2 separate regions of the Mus musculus genome follow, and region 2 is linked to region 1. A link is a contact called in public HiChIP or PLAC-seq data. All regions are on one chromosome and are shown on one strand. Each heading gives the region's core, a stretch centred on a gene start, on an enhancer-like site or on the middle of the called end of the contact. The rest is flanking DNA. Distances are from core to core; before and after follow the strand shown. Region 1 overlaps Tpm3 (tropomyosin 3, gamma). Region 2 has its middle 16 kb from the start of S100a6.

Region 1 (2,977 bases), core at 179-2,678:
GGCGGATTTCTGAGTTCGAGGCCAGCCTGGTCTACAAAGTGAGTTCCAGGACAGCCAGGGCTACACAGAGAAACCCTGTCTCAAAAAACCAAAACCAAAACCAAACAAACAAACAAAAACAAACCCAAAGAGTGGAGGCGGGAGGCTCAAGAGTTCAAAGCCAGTCTGGGTTACATGAGACCATGCCTCAAACAAAAAACACAAACAAAACAAAAAACAGGTCTAGTGGAAAATCCAGGTCAGAGCCACTATCAGCTTTACTGTCTGCAGTGCCAGGGATGGAACCCAGGACACCTCAGGCCAGGCAGGAGAGGGCTGCTCCACCCAGAAGCCCCGCCGGCCTATTCTTTTGGGATTCACACACCTCTCACTCTCATCAGCAGCCTTCTCTGCTTCCTCCAGCTTCTGCAAAGCAGTGGCAAGGCGCTCCTGCGCACGGTCCAGCTCCTCTTCAACCAGCTGGATCCTGCGGTTCAAGGAGGCCACCTCAGCTTCAGCCTTCAATCAATGGGAAATGGAAAACAAATCAACTTCTGGTGAGAAAACCAACTGTAACAGAAGGCTAGACCTGACTACTATGAAGAAGCCAGTCGTGTAGGTAAGATAGAGCCTGTCTTGCTTTAAATGCTAAAGATCTAACTACATGATTACTAATCAGTTTCCTCCTTCCCTAGCTAAGAACTCCCATTGGTTAAACAGGAAATGTTTTGCTCATGTGAACTAACCTCACGTAGCCCACGCTGGCTTGAACGTGCCATGGAGTACCTCCCAAGTGTTGAGATTACAGGTATGTTCCACAATGTCCAATTTATGCTGTGTGAGGGATAGAACCCAGGGTTTTGTGCATGTCCGACAAGCACTCTAACAAAGGGGTGGTACCCTCAGCCCTGCAGAGCATTCTAAAATTCAGTTCCTTATCCACACAGTATCATTTTTTCTCTTCTGGACTCAATTCAAATCCCAGAACCTATAAGGGCCAACAAAGCCGGGTGTATTGACACACACCTTCAATTGTGGCACGCAGGAGGCAGAGGCAAGTAGGTCTCCCTGAGTCTGAAGCCAGTCTAGTCCTAGTCTACACAGTGAGATCCTGTCTCAAAAAAGCAGCTAGAGGAGACAGACTTCTCCTTCAATGACAGCTACTTCCAGTTTTCAACTCCAGATCCTCCTGAGTGTTGGGACTACAGGCAAATGCCAGGATACCCGGTGTTTAGTATTTCTATCATTTTATATTTCTCTATGTATACCAGTTTAACCTTGTGATCTCCTTCCCCGAACACACCAGGAAGATGACCAACTAATGCCTTCCAGACAGCTCTCCAGACAGGAAAGGGAAAGGACGCAAGATTGGGCTCTCTTGGGCTGCAAAGATGACTCAACAGCTAAAGGTACCAGATGCCAAGGCTGAGGATCTGAGCCCTACTTCTGGGAACCACACGGGGGACAAAGAGAACTAGTCCCCACAAACTGTCCATCTTCCCCCACCCCGCCCCTTCAGTGTGTTCCCTTATAAAAAACAAACAAGAACCCTAGCTTCCACCTAGCGCCACGCCTCTGGCTGGCTGCCTGCCTTTCTATTCTATGCCTCTAACAACCTCCTACTAAGCTTCACTGGACTTCAGTACAATTCCTAATAGTAACTTCCCTGGCTTCATATGCAACAAAGCACACGCTCAAGTCCAAGTAAGTCACCAACATAGCTGGTCTACTGTCAGTCTGGAAGGGGTTCTCACAGATGGGATTATACGTGGCCACAATCTAGCACTCTGAAGACAGGGTAAGTTCAATGCCAACGTGGGCTACCCAAGGAGACCCTGTTTCAAACAAATAAACACCACCCCAAATTTAAGATCTTTGCTACACATGATGACGTTCAAACGCTTCTATCCCGGTGAACTCTGGCTCCCCTCTCCAGCCCAGACTGTGCCTGAATTCCATTACCCTGGTTTCCTCTAACAGTCAAGGGTGGTAGCAGCTGGAGAATCTGGGCCATCAGCCCTACAGGGAGGGATATAACTGGATAAGATCCTGCTAACAGTCAGGATTGGAACAAAAATTTCCACATACAAACACAGGAGAGATTGGGGAAGGAGGCAGGAGACCAGGATAAGGGAAAAAAATTAAACTGAGAAGTCTACATAAATTGAAATTCCTGAGAAACCATTTGTGTTCCTAACTCTACCATTCAGAACACCACAAAGGCAAGCATTCTCTAGTTCTGTCTCTTCTAGGAAAACAGATGTCCTGGAAGACAACACAGATTTATCCTCACAAACTCAACAGGGCCAACCAGTCCAGAGCAAGCCAGGCTATCAGACCAGGGCTGTGATACACTCACAATACCACACAGTACTTACCCCTTACGACGGTTACAACAAAAACATGAAAAATGCAGCCTGAGGGGCTGGAGAGATGGCTCGGCAGTTAACAGCACCAGTTGCTCTTACAGAGAACCCAGGTTTGATTCCCAGCACCCACACAGTGATCCACAACCATCCATAATTCCAGTTTCAGAGGCTCCAAAGCCCTCTTCTGACTTCCATGGGCACCAAACACATACATGGTACACATACATACACCACACAGGCAAAAACACTGATTCACAGAAAAATCAATAAACCTGGGGGTGGGGGGAATTAAAGAGAAAAATGCAGCTGGATCTGCAGGAAGCACATGAAATGTTAAGTCCCTTTCCAGCTCCTAGTTACCCAAACTGGAAAAAGATAACAGGCTCTGGGGGCAGGGTATAGTTCCCATGGCAACAAGCTGGCTCTGGCACTTTCTTCTACCAAACAGCATTTACAACTGAATTCTTCACAAGGGTGGAAAAAGAGGAAGAGAAAACACCTCTTGGTGCACTTGCAAGAGCAAGCCTGTGTTAGAAGAACCAAAGATTAAGGAGTCCCAGCAAAAGCTTCAGCTGATCCAGAGGGTGGTAGGTTTAGGGCAGAAAGTTCTACTTCTTCCCTATAGCTGA
Region 2 (2,977 bases), core at 137-2,636, 540 kb before region 1:
GCATGAAGGGATGAGGTTCTCAATCATCCAGGTCTGTAGTCACATATCCACAGTGTGAGAAGTAGGTATTAGATTATGAAGAACCACCAGAAGGATATGGAAACAAGAAAGACAGCTAGAAATGAGGGGCAAAGCCTCAGAAAGGTGGTGGTTGGACAGATGAAAATAAACGCAAGGATAATAGCAAGGACCACCTGGCCTCATAGTAGGCCTCTGGGCACTGGGGACTTACTGGCTCATTTTGCAATTACCACACATTCTACACAGAGGACCCAGACCTGAGCCCCCTTTCCACTCCTTTGCCAGCCTCCCTTCCTCTTACTAGTCTTGCTTCTCACCCAGGAAGTCTCCTGAAGGAAGCAACCAAGACCCACCAAATGCAATTCCATCCATTCACTCATTCTCCAGACCCTAAAGTCACAGGAAGTTAAATGTTTCACTGCTTCAATTACAGTGGCTGCACAGTGGATAAAAGGGGTACATTTCTAAGCATTCTGGAGAGGCTCTTGATCCTCCATGGGGAATATTTTGGCAGGAGGCTAGCTCCAACACACGCAATAACCCTATCCTCACCTCAAGAAAAGACAATCTAGGGTTACTCAGAGAGACGACTGGGGTGTTTGGGGGATGCCATTTGTTCCCACTCACCACCAAAGAAGAGGAGAACAGACACTATTCCCCCTAGACCAACTGGGAAGCTCACTAAGAGAATCTCTCAGTTGACTGAAGCAGGAGCCATTTCCTGTATGTTCGTGGAAAATACAGGAAATGGCTCCTGTATGTGTTAAACATTCTGAAGGTAAGAGGCTGCCTGACCCCAAAGTCAATGAGGAAAGATGGCTACAGGGAAGTCAACTGTGCTGCCACTTGATGTCCAGGCAACTATTGAGGTCTCATGATCAGATAAGGATCCCTAAAAAATAGGGTCTGCCTACAGATTAACTTAACCCCAACAGAGTTCTCATGCAGACATTGGCTGGATCCTGGTGAGGACTATCATAGTGATCAGGTGAAAGAGACAGACTCACAGGAGTCAACCCACCTTGAGGGTGATGGTCAGAAAGCTGTGACTCCTCGTGTCTCTATTCCCCCTAATCAGAAGAGAAGGAAGACACAGTGATCATGACAGATGACCAAAAGAGTAAAGAGGCTCCCCACGAGCCTCTTCCCAATTGCAGGGTAGGCCTGGCTGGAGCAGTAGAAACCTTTGAGTGGAACAGGAATGGAGAATTTTAAGTGGACTTTCCACTACCTGTAGTTCATGACCTCAGAGATACTAAAAAGGCTATGAGCCTGCTATGATTTCATCCAGGGTAAGGAATGGTGGCTGAGAGTGTGTTGTTTGAAGAGAACTGGTTTTGTCTGCATTTGCACTTCAAAAAGTTAGTGGTTATGACTCATAGGCACCTGCTGTGCCTGACTCAATGTTGGGCATGTGGAACACAGCGATGAATACAGCATTCAGAACTGAGCCCTCCAGGTATCCCTGAGATGATGACCTAAAGACACCCCTGCCCAGTGCCTGAAGTCTCAGAGACACACACCTACGTGGCCTAGTCTCACATACTTCAACTTTCTGGTCCATCCTCTAAGATGTTCATGACCAGAGCCCTACCTAAAAGCACCTTTCACAGGCTCCTCTCTGAGCCCTTTTCCCTACATCCTTTCTCAGTGTAAGTAATGATTTATTGAGCACCCACCATATGGTAGGCCTTTGAAGAGGACGCGTCCCTATGAGAAGTATCTCAGTTCAGATTCAAGTGAGGGATATGGGGAAAGGGGAAAATGGAGGAAGGACAGGCATGCAAACCAGTGTCATTCTCTTGAAACAAAGACTGTTGCAGAGGAATAATATATCCGGACAGTGGGGGAGACAAAGTGGAAAGCCCAGGACCTAAGATGTCACTGCATACATGTACAGCTGGGTATGGAAGGTTGGAGGGCTGAAGTGTGACAGGAAAGTTGCAAACTTGAGTCACGGAGGTTGGAAGGATGCAGGATCAGAAGAGGGCAGTCCATACTGTTGAGTGAGCCAGGCTCTTTTGCTAGCAGCAGCCTGATCTGAGCTGGGTTCTACAGAGTGAAGCTTTAGTGCTGTGATCACTTTCTTTTAAAATTCCTGTTAGCAAACAAAAATTGTGCCATTTTTTTACCTGCAAGATATATCTTCTCCCATTAATGAGCTATCCTCTTTGTAAAATATTAGCACTGGCTTTAGTATATCCCAGTGTATTTTGCTTGTTTTGAACAGTTAATCTCTCATGGGACTGTAATGTCTTGACCTGCACCATCTGGCAAATGTCACCTTGTCCATACATTCTGTTGTGACCCACACTTCTCCAAGATAACTAAAAGGAAAGTTTTTTATTGGAGGGTGTTTGCTTGGGGTTGGGGGGTCATTTCGGGGGGGGTTGGTATGGTTTGGTTTGGTTTGTGTGTATGTCCAGGAATCTCTGTCCGACTATAAACTTTGACCTGGAGAAAAAAAAAAAGAAGAAGTTGCAGAAAATGAAGCAGAAGAGGCAGAGACACAACTGTGAAAGGCTTGATATGCAAACTCAAGGACCTGGCCCGTGGCTGAAGCCCATAGAGAGTTTGAGGTGCAGGACAAGTTTGGTTTGAAAAAACAAAAGCACTTTCAAGAGCAACATGAGAGATACATGGGCATGTAAAATCTTAGCTCGGCTCTTCCCTTTGGGAGCCTATGCTCTGCTGTGGCCCAGTGACTTAGCCCTGAAGAGGAACAAATGGGTCTAGCTTCTGCTCAAACCGCTATTGTCCAAACAGCAATAGCAACCTAACCACCTCAGACCGATTTCCTTGCAGGACCATAGTGAGTGGGGATGAAGTGGCCAGAAGGAGGTGCCAAAGGATGGGTTATGAGACAGCACAGGCTAGTCAGCTCCCCCTGTCTTTCAGAGAAGATACCTAGTCTCCTGGCCTTATGCAGATAGGCTCCATCATTCCTCAGGCTCTG

Evidence for each region. HiChIP or PLAC-seq counts read pairs in DNA pulled down with a chosen protein or histone mark.
Region 2: a contact with region 1 is called in a FOXA1 HiChIP or PLAC-seq map of pancreatic cancer cells. The contact joins two enhancer-like sites. A contact is called at or near these places in 1 of 39 promoter capture datasets (frontonasal cranial neural crest), 1 of 484 Hi-C or Micro-C datasets (pro-B cells) and 2 of 115 datasets of contacts at active chromatin or transcription factors (memory CD8 T cells and pancreatic cancer cells).

Annotation. Positions count from the first base shown.
Region 1 is chr3:90,083,967-90,086,943 of GRCm38.p6, reverse strand. Tpm3 (tropomyosin 3, gamma) reads right to left here. Exons shown (of 10, transcript NM_001293748.1): 3 at 365-498. Among named protein-coding and RNA genes, the nearest start is that of Tpm3, 13 kb to the right of the region's middle. Within about 2 kb of position 1,428, at least 113 of the 459 cell types and tissues checked have an H3K27ac peak or open chromatin away from gene starts, as enhancers often do. A contact at or near this core is called in pancreatic cancer cells, where this site is marked.
Region 2 is chr3:90,627,905-90,630,881 of GRCm38.p6, reverse strand. No RefSeq gene overlaps it. Among named protein-coding and RNA genes, the nearest start is that of S100a6, 16 kb to the right of the region's middle. Within about 2 kb of position 1,386, at least 38 of the 459 cell types and tissues checked have an H3K27ac peak or open chromatin away from gene starts, as enhancers often do. A contact at or near this core is called in pancreatic cancer cells, where this site is marked.